Regions from separate parts of the Gossypium raimondii genome. Here region 1 is linked to region 2. The links are chromatin contacts, called in public Hi-C maps. All regions are on one chromosome and are shown on one strand. Each heading gives the region's core, a stretch centred on a gene start, on an enhancer-like site or on the middle of the called end of the contact. The rest is flanking DNA. Distances are from core to core; before and after follow the strand shown. Region 1 holds the start of LOC105780265 (chaperone protein dnaJ 16). Region 2 holds the start of LOC105779301.

The links. A called contact is a pair of places that touch in the nucleus more often than the background predicts.
Region 1: a contact with region 2 is called in a Hi-C map of leaf, with 4 times the contacts expected there. The contact joins the promoter of LOC105780265 here to the promoter of LOC105779301 in region 2. A contact is called at or near these places in 2 of 2 Hi-C or Micro-C datasets (both in leaf).

The regions. Positions count from the first base shown.
Region 1 is chr4:7,048,665-7,053,710 of ASM2569854v1, reverse strand. It overlaps LOC105780265 (chaperone protein dnaJ 16), which reads left to right and starts at 2,673. Exons shown (of 13, transcript XM_052629312.1): 1 at 2,673-2,744; 2 at 3,175-3,318; 3 at 4,123-4,246; 4 at 4,892-4,974. The coding sequence starts at 3,179. It overlaps TRNAQ-UUG (transfer RNA glutamine (anticodon UUG)), which reads right to left and starts at 2,316; the gene lies at 2,245-2,316.
Region 2 is chr4:6,883,497-6,888,387 of ASM2569854v1, reverse strand. It overlaps LOC105779301, which reads right to left and starts at 3,301. Exons shown (of 13, transcript XM_012603056.2): 1 at 2,957-3,301; 2 at 2,026-2,135; 3 at 1,816-1,926; 4 at 1,650-1,707; 5 at 420-509. The coding sequence starts at 3,119.

The DNA of each region.
Region 1 (5,046 bases), core at 1,424-3,923, 170 kb before region 2:
TTAAAAATTATGTCACATGAGATATGATGTCTAGTTTAACAGTTAAATTAATGATTTTAGTAACAAAAGAACTTTATTGATATAACCTCAATAGTTTGAGGATTTAATTAGAATGTTTAAAGTTTGAAGACTACTTTAAAACGAAGATAATAGTTTAAGGATGTCTTCTATAATTAACTCTAACCTTTTAAATAACCATGTAATTAATTTTTGGGGTCAATAATCGTGTAATTTGCCTTTAAATGCCTAAATCTACAAATTATAACAATTAAGTCAACATCTACAAATTTTGCTTAACTGAATATTGCTATAAAAAATTGTATAAATATATCTTCTAGATATAATCATCAGCCCATTTTATAATTAATCAGTGAAATAAAATGTTCTTATTAATAACGATTTTTTATTTTTAGTCCTCCATCTATTTTAATAATTTTTCATTGTTTATTTCATTATTTCAATTTTCTTTATACTTTTATTCTTTTGTTCAAATGTTTTTCACGTTTTTAAAATTATTATATATATATTTTATAAATTACTCTATTATTATTTTATCAATTTTTTCATCTATCATTGAATAAATAAAACTATTGAATTTTGTTGACTAAGTCTTAGTTTAATTGGTATGGGTATTGTTGTCAATGCAGGAGAACATGGGTTCGAATGTGCTGAAACACATTATCTTTATATTTATGGGTTGGGAAGAGGCTATGGGTTGAGGAGAGGCTATGGGTAGTTTTAGGTATTATGTAAAAAAACTAAATATAATAAAAAACATATAATAAGATTATTAAAAAAAATTATATAACAAACCATTTTATGTTGTCGGCTATTAATTTCACAATTTTGCCATGTTTAAACTGAAGTGTAATATTTTTGAAGCAACATAATTTATTAATAATACATTTGTATATTTTAAAATGTGATGGATTAATATCTTAATAAATATAATTTTAATCATTTTAAATTTACTAGATTTTATTTAAATATTTTAAAATGTATTATTATGAGTTTATAAAATTAGTTCAACATTCATAAATATACTTCTTCCGTATATGTTAAAATCTTTGAGGATATTATAGATATATGGAAGTTCGACTTTGAAGACCAATAGTTATGGGTGCAATTGAATAGAACGTCCGATGAACCGTTCGTATAACGTTCGTTTACTAAGTTAAATAAGCGAGTATGAACAAAATTTTTATGTTGTTTAATAAACAAGCGAATACAAACAGATGTGTGTTCGGTTCGTTTATGTTCACGAATAAGCTCGTTTATTGGCTCATTTATGACTCGTTTATTTATTAATGATATTTTCTTATAAAAATATTGAAATAATATCTATGTGTATGTATTTATTTATTATATGTTTGTTTATTATTCATTAATATTTTTCGTGAACATGTTCAATTATATGTTCATGAACATGTTCATTTAATGTTTGTGAACATGTTCGATTAAGTTAAATGAACATGTTCGTGGATATTAAACAAACGAACATGAACTCACATGAATTTAAATAAACGAACACGAACAAAAAATTTGAAATTCTTAACGAACACAAACTGAATACGAACAAATTTAAAAATAAACAAACGAACATGAACAGAGGTTTGTTCGTTCAAACTTAGTTCATTTACAGCCTTACCAATAGCAACTATACTTGAAGATTAGATTGGTTTGGATCAAACAATTATATAATTATAGGTATAATCACAATTATAAATATAAATTATACACATTCAAATAATTATGAGGGAGGGATTCACTTATACAGTTTAAGACTTAAGTTGTTTTACACCATTGATAACTTTTATGCTATTAATATTTTAAGCATTCAATAGTTGAATTTGTTAAAATATTTGTACTTATCATGCATGCAAAATTTTTAATCGATTCGGTATCTCTATCATATCAATCTAAAATATTGTTTATATTAATATATATTTGATGACTGAAAGTCTTTTTTTATTTAGAATTTTTAATTTACATCAAACTTGACATGCATGATTTATATAACTAGAGCATGAAATATAACGGTCTAATTGTTAAAATATTAATCATAAAAAATTATGAAAAATAGAAAACCACATAAATTTTAGTCCGAATTATGATAAAATTAATAATCAATTTTCTTTTAAATATCACATTTTAAGGTAAAGTTTGTACCATTTTTCATAAGGTCATTTAAACACCAAAGTGTCATAAAATAATAATCTTTGATTTGCATTAATCAAACAAAAAAGGTCCTACCGGGAGTCGAACCCAGGTCGCTGGATTCAAAGTCCAGAGTGCTAACCACTACACCATAGAACCGGTGATGCTAAGAAAATATAAATTACAATTTAGAACCAAACTAGAGGAAACAAAAAGATTTTCAGTGGGAATAAGAATACTCTGCAAGTTAGTGATCGGATTATTCTAAATCATGCAACAAGATCATTATTCAGTATTTGGAATTGAGAGAACAAGATTCGGTAATTTATGTATTTATATATATTTTAATAAACTAATAATTTGGGCTATAAAAACTTCAACCTTTAATTATATTTGTAGATTATAATTAAAATATAAAATTAAACAATTTCCATGTTTTTTCAAAATCCCGCTTCAACGGGGAATGCAAATTATGCGCAATGCGCACCCACGTGCGCATCGATCCCTTCACACGTGCCAATGCAAGCAGATATGCGCTTGCAGACTGCAGACTGCAGTGCGCAGTGTGCAATCTCCATTCTGCAATGGTACTGTTCAGATAAACGCATAGCCATCGATTTTTGGTTTTTGAAAATATTTATAAACCAATGACGATATAGGTTGTCTCAAATTTAAATTTTAAAAATGAATATATTAAAATATTAACATTACACCTAATTAATTTCCCCTCCAATTTTCCTCCTCTTTCTTTCTCCTCTCTCTCTCAAACCTCCAGCTTGGAAGTCCCATGGAGTTTCCTTTTTCTATCTTCTCTTCTCTATGCACCTGAATCTTTCCTTTTTCGCTTCTTAACCCCCTAAAAAAGTCTCCTACTTTGTTGAAATGTGGTGGAGACATAAGGGAGTTAATTTCCATTCCGTTTTTGGAATTTAGTTGAAGGTTTTGGATTTCTAGGGTTTCTTACCTTAACATAGAACAGTATTCCGGTTAAGTTTTTTTGTTTGGTGGTGTTTATAGAAAAATGCCGCCACATCGATCCAAGTCGGAGAAAAACGACGGCATTGCGAAGCATCTTCGTCGAGATCCTTATGAGGTGCTTGGGGTCTTGAGAAACTCTACGGATCAGGAAATTAAGAGCGCGTACAGAAAAATGGCCCTCAAGTATGTTTAGTTTTTCTTACCTTTTTTTAAAATTTTTTTTTAAATTGTAAATTTTCGGTCTTTTTCCTTTATAAGTTTGAAGTTGTTCAAATGTTCGAATTCTTGGTATTTTTGTTAAGAGTTTTTAGTGATTACTTCAGGGTACATCAGAGTACACTAGTTTGAGGATATTGATAACCATGGTTAATTATAAGGTAAATTCACTTGCGTACATGGAGTATACCAAGTATTTAGGACCTGAATTGGGATGGCATTTTCGAACCATAACTGGAGATTTATGAGTGATTGGGGTTCGGTGTGATGGTTTGCCTTCCCAATGATAGTGTGTAGGACAGTCATTTATCAACATATAGCAATAGCTGTGGAGGACTTGGCCAAGCTTCAGATTTTTAGTGTTGGTATTTGCCAGTTAGACAACAGATTTTGCTTAGATCAGGTGTCCCATACCATGCTTGTGCAGGGATAGGCATTTGAAGCAGAATAACGCTGGCCTTTAGTGACTGGTTGGATATGTGGAATACTTGTCAAACAACAGATAAAACCATAACTAAAGTATCCAAATGATTGTTTCCAACATGTGTCCAAAGAATGGTTTATTTGCCCTGATGATGCTCCTTTCCAGCAAGCAGCTATGACAAATGAAATATGTGATTTGGGACATACAATGTATGGCATGGACTACTTTTCAGATAGGTTCACGTTGGACATCTCTTGACATTAAGCATATAAAGTTCTGGTTATACACCCAAAAAACTTGCTGTATTGAGGCGGCTGAGCTATAAATGCTAATCTTAGCTGTTTCAGGTACCATCCTGATAAGAATGGAAATGATCCTGTTGCAGCTGATATGTTCAAGGAGGTTACATTTTCTTATAATATATTGTCTGATCCGGATAAAAGACGCCAGTATGACACTGCTGGTTTTGAGGTAAGCTATACATGCATCTACTTTCTGAAGCATTATTTTGCCTGATGGTTATCTCTGATTTTCTTACTGTTGCATTCAGTGATGCCAAGAGCCCAAGGCACAATCTAGGTGCTAGAACCTTTATATTGCTTGAGGTTCAAGGTGTAAAAAAAGCCCTCCTGCATGAAGTTGGGAACAACAAGTATATATGTCTGTATATTTTTGTAGCTTGTGTATTTATAAAAAGAAAACTTAAGATATGTAATTATGAATATGAACTCTAACGAGTGGTATAAATTATCCCACAAACATGCTAGGTTTTCTTTTTCTTTTATTGGCCAATATGCATCTCATCATTCCCTTTTTTACTGGTAAAGATACAGTTAATTGAACACAATAAAAGTTAATTGTTAAAGAGAAATTCAGGCAGGCGGTCCTTTTCTGCCTAGCACCTTATAAAAAGTGTTAGGTGCATTTAGCATGCACTTCATCAAAGTGTCATTCATGGTTAAGGCACAGCACCTTAGCAACACTGGTTGCACTTGGAGGCTTTAGAGAATCCTGTTCTTCCACTTTTAAAACTGTTAAAGTTCCATCTTGCATGACAGAGCTTGATTTTATTGATAAAGCATTAAATTTAATTGATGACGTTCTTTCCTTGAATAGGCTGTTGAAGCTGATAACCAAGAATTGGAGCTAGATCTTTCAAGTTTGGGGGCTGTGAACACCATGTTTGCTGCGCTTTTTAGGTAACTCCTTTTCCTTATTATATTAGTTGACATGTCTCATTGTTTCATTGCCTTTATGAATGTTAAGCATGG
Region 2 (4,891 bases), core at 2,052-4,551:
CAAACTTTTGTTTGTTTCTTTCCATTTCCCTTTTGATATTTCAGGGAAAACATTAGGAAAAGAACTCATCCTCTCAAATTGCAGAGTTCAATTACATTTTACCACAAACTAATAATGCTTTGTTAACAAATAATAGCATCAGAAAATAAATTCTTTTGACACAATATTCTTTTTCATCCCTACGTGACAGGAAATGTACCAAAAAAAAAGCTTAAATTAACATTGCACCCAAAAAACAAAGTAGTAAATTTGTATGTCCAATCTGATACAAATGGTAAATTTGACCATTACCCTAATTAAAATATAAAACTAACTGAAGGTACAGACTTTTGTCATACTCTGCTTCAGACTCATATTTAAGGCTGAAGAAAATTGGATACGTAAAGTTTAAAGCATGATACAGGTTTGAAGAATCTTACACCAAGAATTTCCATCCTTGACATCCAAAGTTATGGCTTCCCTGGCATGTTGAATGCTTTCCTCAACCATTTCTGCCTGATTATCCGCACCTACAGAAGACAGAAAACCTTTGTAAGAAACAATGAAGCATCTTTGTTTATGATAAGACCAGAAAAAAAGCCCAAATAAGAGCAACCATATTGCTTGATAGTTGATAATATAGTTTTCCAAGTCATTTTTTAATTTCTTTTGCACGAGGGGAAACCCTCAAGGTAGTTCTGAATACTCAACTACCTAAAAACAGCCACTTAGAGTAAAATAAAGGCACTTTAAAATGCATTAATTTAATGTAACAATAGTTAAGCATATTTATATTATTTCTGGCCTTCGATATTTTTCATCCAAATTCAAAGAATTTTGACATTTAAAATTTTCTGTAACCAAACAAGATAATTTTATTTTTAAAATTTTAGAAATTCTCTTTAATGAGATCCCTCCTCGAGCTCAAGCTTCCAAAGCACTATAAGTGAATTGATCTTCATACCACTTTAGGCCACCAACAATGTACAGAGGGAGTGCACACCAAGCACTAAAAATGAGGACATATCATGACCTAAAAGCATCAACAATTTGATAGGTATCTTATTTTAAACTGCCATTAACAAAAGAAAAATGTAGCTGCCCCTCAGTCAAAGTAGAATAATAACTGCTTCCATTGAAATCCAGCATTTTATGGGTTTAGTAGTAAAGCAAGGATCCAATAGAAATTGCCAAATGTGCCAGCAGCAAGTTACCCTGCCTTAAGGAAGCGATGTCTTTTAGACATGGATAAGGAATCAAAAACAGCTAAGACATACAGAAGATCAAGAAACCCGTTGGCTTATACCAATATCAAGCATGCCAATTTGTTCATCAGCTCAAACAAGTTGGTTCCATATAAATCAAAAGAAATTCTTTAATACATTTGTGATTAATTTCTCAGTAAACATAAACTCATTTTTGAAAGAGAAATTCTGCTGTGTTTTGCCTGATTTCTCAGCATCAGATTCTCAACTTCCACAACCCACCTAGCTAAGCATTCCAACAACACTTTAAAAAATGACTGATTGACTACTGCTAATCCCCAAAAGGCTGATTTTAAGTTCAAAAACAGATAAGTTGGCTTCTGAACTCCACAAGTATCCAGAAACAATGCACAAGAGAATAACCAGAAGTGACTGAGAAGAAAAAAAAGGAATAAAATCCCTTGCCTTGAGCCATTCTTCTTTCCAGCATTGATAATTGGCAAAGTATCTTCTTATTCGGGCCCTATATGATACAGAATCAATACATACAATTAACTGATATGAACTATAAAGAAAGCATAATAACTAAAAACACACACTTAAAAGTAAAAACTCCAATGTGGATTCTAACCTTGCTTAGTGCAAGATTAAAGCAGTTCTTTGCTGAAGTTAAATCTCCCTTCTTCCAAATGCAGTTACCCAAACAAAGCCAAGCATCTCCAAGAGATGGATTCAGTTTAACCTGGAGAAGAAAAAATATTAGATAAAAAGCATAAGCCTTATTCAGAGCCAAGCATTATAGCAAGCCATAAAAACAAGAGAACACTCTGTTCCTGCTTACTGCTTTTGAAAGATGATCCTCTGCTTCCTTCCTATAGTCAGGCACTACATCTAATATCTTCCCTCGTAGATACTCATATGCTGCACGCCGTGCAGGTAATTTTCTTTGTTCTGTAGTAAAAGATGTTTACTTAAATGTTTTAATGAGCCAAAAAAGATTGATATAAACATAAGGCTAAAAAAGAAAATATGAGAATTTCTTGTCCCATTTCTGTTTGTAATTCAATGGTGCTGTTGCACATCAGCAGATTATATCCAACATGATAAAAATATATATAAGAACACCAATCTAACAGAAATATATAGGTTGAAGTACGCATTCACTCCCTTCACCATTTTAATTTGACCATTTAGACTCTCTCAGTCAATATTAACGAATTTAATCCTTACACTATCATTAAAAGTTACTTTAAAGACAATTGAGAAAAACTCTACTGTTAATTTGGATAATGCAGCATTTCGGTCATGGCGTGGCATGACAAAATGGTTAATCATCTATATCGATTTATATATATACATGTACACTTCTATAAAATCCTATAACAAGTTTCATGATAGTTTGATGTCGCGAGTCAAAGTAACAAAAAAAAAATTATAAGAGCGCAAGTATTAAACTCAATAAAAATTGGAGCACAAGCATCAAGTAAAACATCCAGTTAAAATAGTTTAGAGTTAGTAGAAGTGCCAAATTCTGACATTTTAGACCGAAACATTTGTATAAATTTCTAGTAATAGGCATTTAAGTCTTCACAGTGTTCTCAAGCAATAAGCTTCAAATCCGCATTCAATGCAGAGTTGTTGTAATCGCAGAGGGATGGCAGCGACAAATTAATAAAGCAACAAATTTGATAGCATAAATAAAAAGTAGAACCCAAACCATTTGGTTGCAAGCAAGAAGAAAAAAAAATGAACAGTATGATTAGGGAAAATACCAGCAGGAATGGAATCGAGGAGATTGAGAGCGAGATCGGATTCGTGTTGCAGTTTAGAGGTTTTATCATCGGCGTTTTGAGGGAAAAAAGTGTCTCTAATCTCGTACAAATCATCAGCTACTTTTGTGGCTTTTGCCCATACATCCTCTTCTTCTGCTGCCATGTTACTTCGCCGGCAAAGGGAAAGGGAGGAAGTTGGCAAAATGAAAACAAAGCCCGAACCCCTCTAATTCCAGCCCTGGGCTCCAAACAGTTTCATTTCTGATTAAGCCTCGTGCAGGACTCATCAATTCTCTAGTGATACGCTCCAAAACGGCACCGGCTAAGCTCGATGAAAACAATCCGTTTATTTTCGTACTCCATTTTAACTCTTACCCTGGGTGGTTTGAGCTCAATTTAATTGGCTTTTCAAAAACTAATCTGGACAAGTTTGTCCTTTACTCATATTAATTATAATTTTTTTGGTTGAATAGAAGGAAAGCTAACTACGTAGCATATGTAGGCCTAGAATCAGTGCCTAACAAAGTAACGAGCACAGTTGTTGGAGCTGTATGAACCTGCAATCCTTGATCCTAGTGTCACGGGGCTAGATCGAACTGCGGCTCGTGACACTAGGATCTTGTAAGAATTGTGAATGCATGTGTAGCAATGTTGGACTCTCTATAAATGTGAGTAACATGGACTGTCCAATTCCTATGTTGAATTTCCTTGATGCACGAGGTCAACGCGTAGTTCCCATAGCTGTCATCTTCACTGGTACAAGCGTGGACAACTACTTTGCTATCACTTTCGAGAAGAACATGGTTGGCACCTTTGGACCAAAGTAGCTGCAAACCATCAAAAATCGTCCACAGTTCCGTCACAACCGCAATACAACTATCGATGTTCCTTCCATAGCCTATAACCCATTTACCATGCTGATCTCTAGCCACCTCCACTGCTGAAGCAAGATTCAAATTGGACCAACAACTACCATCGATATTTAGCTTGACCCAATTCACTAGTGGAGCTTGCCATCTGTTTTGACAAGTCCTACCATTTGGAATTGGAACTTCCCCTTCACTGATATTTAAAGTCCAAAACCAACAGGTTCTCAGAAAAGAAAAGAGTTCAAGATGTAGCCCATTGAAAATCAATGAATTCCTTTGCTTCCATAGTCTCCAAATAACCATTCCAAAGAGCGTTGGCCAGTAGGCATTGTGAAAATGAAAGTCGAAACCGTTTTGTAAATTCATACAGATCCATTAAGAGAGAGATGTATTGAAAAACGAAGATGGTACCTGAGAGGAAAGAACCTATAGCCACACCCTCCAAGCTTATTGATAGTTTCGTAGGATATGCAGAACAGTTTCCTCAATTGTAACACAAACACAACATGATGGATCATCTGTGAAACCATGCTTCCGTCTTTCCTCATTTGTAAGTAATTTGCCTTTAAGAACCAGCCATAGGAACTGCTTGATTCATTGGGGACCTTAAAAATCCCAAACCCTAGTCCATATGTGACACCTTATATCCGACCTAGTTAGAGGATCTGAATATAAAATGTCACATTCAAATGCCGAAACAACTTATTTTACTATTTCACTTTATTGGAATGGTAGTGTAGTGGTAAAAAAAATTTTAAATTTCAGCAACATGTCTGCTTATTTTAAGTAAAAACCCCTAGAAAATTTAAATGTCACAATATATTCATATTCAAATCATCTCCCAAATCAATAACACATCGATATTCCGAAACATACCGCAGACTAAGCATATCACATTAAAGCCATTTAATTAACTAATAATATTATGGTTATAGCAACCAAAAGTTATTTTTTTATGTCACAAATACATATTTATAGCCAGACGACTTTACTAAAAACCAAGTACATGCCAACTTGAAACAAAACAAAATATACGAACTTTGTTGAGCCTAGGATTTGTCGGTTA